Linked DNA regions of Zea mays: all the other regions are linked to region 3. Evidence: chromatin contacts called from public Hi-C data. All regions are on one chromosome and are shown on one strand. Each heading gives the region's core, a stretch centred on a gene start, on an enhancer-like site or on the middle of the called end of the contact. The rest is flanking DNA. Distances are from core to core; before and after follow the strand shown.

Region 1 (3,029 bases), core at 515-3,014, 320 kb before region 3:
ATAACAGAGTGTATAGTGATAAATGTCACAATATAATCATAGTATTTATTACATAGCAGAAGTTTTACAAAATAAAAGATAAATATAGATCGAACTAAAGTCCATCCATGGCGGCATAAAGTCAACTAGGAGACGCCACCTATATCGAATTGAACTCCTCGATGTGTGGCTCCTCTTGAACCACATGTTCTACTCCTGTGGGGGGTGTGAGACAGCAAGGGTGAGCTCACACATGTTTATCACTCAACAAGTTGTGGGGAATAATGTGCATGAATTCACCAAAGGTGGGAGTTCATGTGATGTGTAAGGCTGATCAACAATAGAGGTTAAAGCTGAGCATTGCTTTTAATAAGTTGGTCAACTTTTATTAGCAATTACTAAATGTAATTAAATACCAAACCATAATAAATAATAGAACAAAATTAATAAATAATCTCATGCAAATGCAAATGACAAATTGAATTTAAGTTCCATAATTTAATCATGCGAGAGTCCTGAGCTGCTCTTGACCGTGAGCTCCGCTAGTATACCAGTTTTACACTATGCAGAGGTTGTACCTTGTATCCACAAGTCATGTTACCCATCTGCCAAGGGGTCATAAATCCCATATACCTCTACCAAGGAAACGAGGCAGGGTAACACTACGAGGCCTTTACAAAGTTCCACTAGCTTCTGAAAACCCGCTACAGTTTATAGGAAGAGCACTTGCAAGAATCCCTCATCTGATCGCCATCGCAGCAAAATTAACCCGAGAACCTCCCTGCATGCAACTCCCCTACTGCCCTTGCCCCTTTCGGGTAAGGTAGTCTTCCACTAGCTTTCCTAATTAGTCAGCCAAGGGCATACCATTGCACCCTTGTGGTGGCACATGTTTCTCAAGTTAAGCTCTACATTCCAATTAAAGATAATGATCTTGACATGAACATAAATATCATCACAAAATAATTGGAACATGGATATAATGAAATATTAACCCAAAACCATATAAAGCAATAGCAAACTACCCAAGTGATTCATGGGTAAACAAGGTAAAAGATAATCAGACTAGGGTGACCTATTGGGTCCCATCAAAATTAAACCTATGCATTTAATAGTGATAATAAAGAACATTATTGGGTAAATAAAAGTGATCAAGGGCACAAATTGCCTGAGACTTGAGATTCAAGGTACCAGGATGATCCTCATATCCTTGTGACCTCACTGCTAGTCGTAGAAATACAAACAAACATGGTATAGATAAAATTAACATCACACCAAACATAAGAACAAACTGCATAATAATGATATACGCGAAGTTACGAGATCGCGGGATCGTAAACTACTAAGATCGGAGTTACGATTAAGGGGTTATTATTCTATAGAAGATCTATGTGATTAAAATATTAAACTATATTATGAATTGGTTAGTTTAACTCGTATGAGAGGTTATTATATAAATAATTATCTCCACTTTAATCTAAATCATTATTTGATTAAAGATCATCTGGTCAAATCATATCCATAAGATGAGAATTAATATTAAGGCAGTTAATCTTATTAGTTACCTATTTATAAAAGTAGGGGATATCATATAACAAGTGTTGCTACTGTGTAGTAAATATTTATACGAAGCTAACACAACTGGAACGAGTCAATTTGAAATTAAAACGAAAGAGTTATGAATTTCTGAAGGTTTTATGTATTTGATACTAGACTAATTAAGATATAAATTTTAATGTGGTTTTCATGTCAAATTAGAGACACTAGGTGATAAACAATAATCTTACAAAATTATAGAAACTGGAATGGGTCAATTTGGACTTATTATGAATTTTTTATGAATTAACTAAGTTTCTGCTATTATTTTTACTGTAAAAAGTATTTCCCAATTGAATTTATTTGATTTTCTGCATCCCTGGCCGAGCGCAACATTACCAGAAAACCCAGGGGTTAATTCATAAAAGTTTCCCAGACTCAGAACCCAGCTTTGCGGACCGCGGGTTATTACTGTAAAGTTCAGGGGCTTCTTAAGTAAAATACCACGGCCGAAGGGTATCAGCCGATCCTATACGTCCGATCATCCGCGGACGGTCCAGATTAGATTGCCTATAAAACAAACCGGTACGTTATACGGACCGTCGGATCAAAGATCGACGTCCACTATTTAATGAAGGCGCGATCTATTCTTACGCGTGAGATCTCGATCCAAGGGCTTCCACTACTTCTAATCCTGGCCCTTAATTTCAGCATCTACCGCTCCCACGCATCTTCTTCCTTACGCAGCAGCACACATAGCCCCAGTTCTCACCGTCGATGGGAGCAGAGTTGACCGGTAGCGGCGCTTGGATCACGGTGATGCGCTATACTCCGACGTCCAGTCCCCTTGCCTCGTGGTCGCACCAGACCACGGCTCGGCCGAGCGCTAGTGACTCGCGCCGCGAGCCCCGGTGGACGACGGCGACCGCGCACTGGAACGCTCCGCTCCCGGCAACCACCCGCACCGGCAGCACCACCCAACTTGCTCTCGGCGGCTGTGAGACCGGGTGCCGTATGGACGTATGGGTTCTGGCTTCTACTGGTCAATCGAGATGGCAGACCAGGGGGCCGACGCTTTGTAGGGCGAGCAGAGGCGAGGATTGTGGCAGTTCTACCGTGCTTGAGGCTAACACCGACGACGGACTGGGCCAACGCTGGCGCCGCTCTACGACTGCGAGGAGGATGAGAGAGTGGGGAAGGAACGGGAGCTGGATCCGCGAGGGGAGGCTTTATGCCGCTGAAGAGATGCGGCCGCCGCGGAACTCACGCAATCCACTGCCGAACTGCTGCCCGGATTTCCCCCGAGCTTTCTGGTGAAGCCGATGTGGGGAGGAGGACCCCGACGATGCGGTCCCGCGTGCCAGCGACAATCTTGCGTGGGATTTGCTCCTGGTTTGTTGAGCTACGCCATCGGACGAACGAAGGGGACGACCCAGCGAGGGCTGGCCCACCTGGCGGCGATAGGCAGGGAGAAGGCACTTAGCCCATGCGGTTGAGGGAGTATTAGGGTTGGC
Region 2 (3,151 bases), core at 530-3,029, 390 kb after region 3:
TCTTTGTTGAGAACATTGTACTTAGTTCGAACCATAAATCGTGGAGGACATAATAGCTCTATGTTATGTCGTCTAATGTTGTAATAGACAATAATTGTGCCCAGGCGTGGAACCATGTTAGATCATTATTTCAAGCATATGTATGTCATGGATTTGTTTTCAACCATTATTCAAGTTTGTACTGAATTGGATTGTTTGCGTCAATTGGTACACAGTCATATTATTGTTGTGCTTTACATTTATATGGTCCACATGGTTGAAACTTATTGTGTTAGTAAAACATACGTATGTAGGTAGGGCAAACAGGAGTCATAAATTTCTCGTTATTTATGGCAACACGCATAAGTACGACAAGACAGTGAATTACAATAGCTGATTTGGAAGTTGAAACAAAGTACTAATGAAACGACACGTTTACATGGTGCCACGTCGAGCCCACAAATGCTCGACAAGATCATTTTGGAGGGAGCAAGACCTATCTTGACGACGAATATCAAAGTGGTTAATGACCCATGCTGCCCTTCCTTCTCCAATTATTTGAGATGCGTCTATGCCTGAAGTGTTATCTCCGAAATCAGTATTAGCAGCCAAAGGGCCTTCGTCTTCCACAATCATATTGTGCATGATGATGCAAGCTGTGATTATCTCTGTTAAACGATTGCGATCCCACCCATATGCTGGACCACGGAGCACCGCCCACCGTGCTTGAAGAACTCCGAAAGCACGCTCAATATCTTTTCGGCAACTCTCTTGCATTTGTGTGAAATAAACTTTCTTTTCCTCATACGGGTGTCTGATAGCTTTCACAAAAGTAGGCCAGTTGGGGTAAATACCATCAGCTAAGTAATATCCGAAGTTGTAAGCATGGCCATTTACTGTGTAATTCACAGGTGGCATTCGACCAGTTGTCAAAGGGTCAAAGACTGGTGATCGGTGCAGCACGTTAACGTCATTGTTTGTCCCTGGCATGCCAAAAAAAGCATACCAAATCCATAGATCATAAGTTGCTACCGCCTCTAGTATCATGGACGCTCTACCATTTCGACCACAAAACTGACCACGCCAGGCTGTAGGACAGTTCCGCCACTCCCAATGCATGCAATCTATGGAACCCAACATTCCAGGAAAACCCCTTGACTCGCTACTGTGCATGATACGTGCTATGTCTGCTTCATTAGGAGTCCGTAGATACCAGGCACTAAAATATTGTATGATTGCGCGACAAAAATGATGAAGACATTCTCTAGCTGTAGACTCCCCGATTTGAATGTACTCGTCTACCGCATCAGAAGGTAAACCATATGCAAGTATGCGAAGTGCCGCACATACTTTTTGTAGGGGACCGAGTCCTGGCATGCCTGTTGCGTCAACCCTTTGTGTAAAGTATGTATCCTGCTGTTGAAGTCCTTGCAAAATACGGAGAAACAGAGGCCTACTCATGCGAAACCTAAACAAAATAACAAAGGATCGTGGTAAATACTATGGAATTATCAGAACCTCTTAGAATTACATGATGTGCGTACCTTCTACGAAACACGTGCAATGGATACACCGGGTTCGGCCCGAAGTAGTGATGCTGGATAAGGTTTTCTCCAGCAAAATGATCCCTGCGAATAACGCGGCGAGGTAACCCGGACCGTCGTCGGTGTAGGCGTCTAGCCTCAATGTTGAGGGTAAGAAGATTAACAAGTATAAGTGTTTCGTCGTCACTATCACTTGAATCCGAATCATGTTGCCTACGACTTGGAGACATTTGGAGCAATGGTTTACTTGTGGAACAAGTGCTAGATGCAAATACATATTTGAAGACAAACATTGCATATATATAGACGAGAGAAACTTGGCTTTAGGGAGAAGCTACTGGCTTACGTCGGAAGGCAACCTTGGCTTACAACGTAAGTCAAACGTGGCTTTCGGTCGAAGACAAGCGTGGCTTCCTGTGTATGACTAAACGAGTATGATTCAAGCATAAGCGCAGTTATGTCATATTGCGTACAAATATTTGTGAAATTGTTATGACGGAGTAGTATGGAGAAGTAAAGTTTGACATTACGAAATTATTTTTAAACTTAAAACTTGTATTACATCTTTTCCGTATTTGAAAACAAACAAATAAAAATTATTTTTATCATTTTTGTAATACGAGCGCACAATACCGAACGTATGAAAATATATAAAAAAATAGAAAATGAAGTTGGTTATGTTAGTTATATGGAAATGTATATTTAATGAGTAGAGGGATATATAGGGAAAAATTTAGGGGGAATGGTTGCGGGACGAGTGAATATAGGGGAGAGAATCTTGCTGACGTGGCTGCATAGTAACATTTAGGGGAAAAATTTAGGGGAACGGTTACGGATAGTCTAACGCGGTTGCAGCTTGCAGGGTTTTCCCCTTCCGTTCTGCATTCCTCGTCCAGTCCGCCCCCGATACGGCGGCCACACCCCCACACCCCCACACTTCTCCGACAAGGGAAGGGAACCCCAGATCTCCGCCGCCCCGCCAGCCGCTATGCCGACTGCCGCCAACCCCGCCGCCGCGCTGCCCCTCACCCTCGACCTCGAGGACTTCAAGGTAGGTTTCATCCTCTCTCCCATCCCTTCCTCCCTTCCTCCGATTCTTGTGTCTCCTCCGCGATGCGGTCTCATCGTCGCTTGCGGTACTGCGGCGCAGGGAGACTTCTCATTCGACGCTCTGTTTGGGGGACTGGTGGACGAGCTGCTCCCGGAGTACCGCGGGGAGGACGACGCCGCGCCCGCGCCACCTCCTCCGCCGCCCGTGCTCGGGGCGGCCCCGCCCGTCTTCCCCGCTGTCGACGAGCTTCTTGGGCTGTTCAAGCACTCATGCAAGGAGCTCGTCGACCTCCGTAGGCAGGTCCGTCACGTCGCGAGCCTACCTGCCTGCGGCACTGAATGTTGGCTGTGAACTTCATGCCACGCCTTCCTGCCTTACTCAATTGAGTGGGAGCTTGGTTGGTCGGTGATAGTGTTGCGCACCACTGACAGTGCAATGTGTTGTGTGTTTTTTTTGTTTAGCAGATTGATAAGCGGCTCCAGAATCTTAAGAAGGAGGTGGCGGTGCAGGATGCCAAGCATCGCAAGACGCTAGGGGAGGTTAGTTATAATGCTCGCAGGATTTTATATTTGTCACC
Region 3 (3,190 bases), core at 496-2,995:
TTTTACCAAGTAATCTTTTTCACTTAAAAGGATAATGCCACAGTCCCAGTATCAAGAACCTGTGGGGCGGATGCCTTGTTTGGCTTAGACGATGTATCTGCTCCACTGCTTCCCATGGTGACTCACAAAAGCAGTGCAGCAACTAGTCCATTGTCCATAGACAAATGAACAAGCATAAAACAAAACCTGAATTGGACAACAAAAGGAACAAATGTAAGCTAAAATATAGCATGAGATGCCTTGCAAGGAAACCCAATTTAACTGTTCAAGACAAAACATACTATAGTTTCAGAAAACAATATCATAAACCCTTATCATGTTTGGCACTAAAAGATTAAAGGGCAGATACAAGTGATCCTACTTAATTGTTGTGTATGATATCCTTGGTCCCTGTCACTTAGTTAGTGTTTGGTTGAAGAGCCAAGTAGAACGGAGCCGTTCCGTCCCAGTTTTGTTGTTGTTTGGTTACAAAGTAACTAGAACGGAATGACTCCAATTAGGGAATATTCTCCTCAGATCCGGAACCATTCCGCTCCAAAAAAATCAACCGAACGGAGCCGCTCCGTTCCCATCCCGCTCTCACAGTCACGCTCCGTTCCGTTCACTCTGCAACTAAACAAAAAACAGAGCCGCTCCGTTCCAGATTACCAAACACAGAACAGAGCGGCTCCGTTCCTAGAATCAGGGATGGAACGGCTCCGTTCTACTTGGCTCCTCAACCAAACACTACCTTAAAGCGCCTTATAATTTCCATGTCATATCAAAACAGACAACTTTACTAATGCTCAATTTCATCAATTTTTCCAGAGTGTTCCATCACATCACCAAACACTATAGAACTTGGCACCTGTAATTCTGACACTAAAATTTCCCCATACACCAATGAAAACTATATGATAGTCCAACAAACATTACACATGCACAAGATAAAACTGCCATGGAACTGTACCTAAAGCTCCTAGTTTTAAAAACAACAGTCTTGACCCAAAGTTCCAAACCACATACAAATTTGTCGCAGCATCAATACTTGTATGAATATAGGAACTGCAGTAAATGTCGGATCATCTGAATGAGGTCCCTCCAGCTCCCATGAGCTGCAGCTAGCCAAAGTAAACCCTTTTGAAACTATAAGCATGTCAGTTACTACGCACAGGTTAGCCGTAGCAAACCTGAACTCCCACCAACGGACCAACCCAAACGAACCTTAAACTGGAAATCTCAAAGCCAGTCACTCCAAGAGGCTACTGCACCTGCTCCGGAGAAAATTCGAACCACGCTTGGCTCACCAAGACAAAACGAAACGCGCCCGCAGCACTCAGGTAACTAGACACGAATCACACCTAAACCCTAGCATCGTCGTCGATCCAGCAACAACCCAGAGCTGGAACCCGCGCAGGCAATACCCACACACACCATGCGACGCGCGGGGAGCTCAATTCAAAAGCCATGCGGCGGCTAGATCCGGTCGGTGGGTAGGGTACCTGTCGGGGGGCGCGAGCCGGCGCCGGATCCGCTACCGGGAGGCGGCGATCGAGGGAGAGGGGCCTCGGGATCTGGACACGGGAGGGGAGAGTAAAGCTGTGGGGAAAGGGAGGGAAGGAAGGAGTGGCGCGCGAAGTCACCTGGGTGGTATGGTGTCTAGCTTGGAGCGAGCAAGACGGGGCGCGGGGCGACGCAGACGACGAAGCTTTGGAGCTGGAGGGCAGGAGAGATGCGTGCGATGCGACGCGACGCGCAGCTGCGGCTCGCGACTGGAGCAGTGAGGTGGAGTGCTGTGCTCTGCGTGGGAACCTACCCATAGGCCATAGGGGGGCGCTGGCTGGCAGGATGACTAGGCTAGCGTTAGTTTGGTTTCTGTTTCCGCGTCGCTTTCTCATTGGCAGGCCGGGGCTATAATTATCGTGGGATAAATGGATTGTACCAAAATTGCAGATTTGCGGTATACTTGGAGCCCACTCAGCCCAGCCCCTGAAGAGTAGTCATTAGGTATCCATTGCAATGCTCGGCTATGCGCGTGCGAGCTCTGTGTTTGGTTGCCTGCATGTAGATTTGGATCAAGACTCGCACGATCCTTAAAGCACATTGGGTCAGGCTCACCAGATACGAGCAGATTGGTCGCATCTCCAGAGCCAGGCTCCAGTGATCCTGGCTCACACAGCCAGGTTGGCGAGAGAAACCAACCAAACATACCCTATATTGATGATGGGCTTATACCGAGGCAATTATATTTTTTTGAACTTTTATCAAAATTGGTACAATCTTATTTATTACTAGTTATATATATGTGTTGCTACGAAATCAACATATTTTATTTATTTACATTGAGATCAAAACATTTTATTAAGATAAATTGAGATTGTGAATGCGATTGTGAATACGAATATCAACTTACCTACTTATAGAGATGGCAACAGGTACAAACCCGTTGTTGGGAGTCTTATACTTCTGAAGGTCCTTAAAAACATAATTAACCATTTGTTTTCAGCATAAGCTATTATAGAAATCTTCATCTAGAGGATACAAGCCTCTTCCTCGTGACGAAGGCACATAAGATGAAGACAGATCTAAAGAGGATAAGGGTAAACGCCGAAGCTATAGCCAGATGGACAGCTTCGGCTCACAACAGAGATGAAGTATAATGATGATGCTGACCGAAAGAGGAAAAGACCACTTAGTCCTTAATAACTTGTATTATGATCATATGTGAATATTGGGGACATAAATGTATTTTTACCCGGGCTGCGTCTCGTGTCTATAAATAGGTGAACAGTAGCATCGTACTGTTCAGGCTGGATTGTAATCTCTCTCGCGCGTCCTCACCTTTGAGCAAACCGAAGGTATCAATGTAATATTAGTTTCTGTTGATGTTTATACATGTTTTATAGGATGCGAATATGAAGGAATTAATGAGATCTAATTTCTATCTCTGCCCTTTCGCATTCACGTTCACATATTAAATGATGGAGGCATGTCCTTCATGACCTTCGTCTGATGATCATTATAGCCATGCGGAGATAATGTTTCAGAAGACGAATATCCCTAATAATTCATAATCGTGTTGCCTTATTCTTGATTCACAACATTGGAGAGCAAGTGACCAACATTGGCGCCACCTCCGGTGAACTCAAACGACCACCTTCAATACGCATCTACCTTCGTCATGCCGCCAAAGAAGACAACAGCGACAGGG

The links. A called contact is a pair of places that touch in the nucleus more often than the background predicts.
Region 1: a contact with region 3 is called in a Hi-C map of tassel, with 1.8 times the contacts expected there. The contact joins the promoter of LOC103650338 here to the promoter of LOC100192709 in region 3. A contact is called at or near these places in 2 of 25 Hi-C or Micro-C datasets (endosperm and tassel).
Region 2: a contact with region 3 is called in a Hi-C map of tassel, with 4 times the contacts expected there. The contact joins the promoter of LOC109945256 here to the promoter of LOC100192709 in region 3. A contact is called at or near these places in 3 of 25 Hi-C or Micro-C datasets (leaf and tassel).

What each region holds. Positions count from the first base shown.
Region 1 is chr3:101,748,348-101,751,376 of Zm-B73-REFERENCE-NAM-5.0, reverse strand. It overlaps LOC103650338, which reads left to right and starts at 1,764. Exons shown (of 1, transcript XM_008675934.2): 1 at 1,764-3,029. The coding sequence starts at 2,293. The coding sequence ends at 2,832.
Region 2 is chr3:101,038,170-101,041,320 of Zm-B73-REFERENCE-NAM-5.0, reverse strand. LOC109945256 (protein ALP1-like) reads right to left here and starts at 1,779. Exons shown (of 2, transcript XM_020551103.3): 1 at 1,524-1,779; 2 at 318-1,447. The coding sequence starts at 1,753. The coding sequence ends at 415.
Region 3 is chr3:101,430,991-101,434,180 of Zm-B73-REFERENCE-NAM-5.0, reverse strand. It overlaps LOC100192709, which reads right to left and starts at 1,745. Exons shown (of 13, transcript NM_001137911.2): 1 at 1,482-1,745; 2 at 60-186. The coding sequence starts at 116.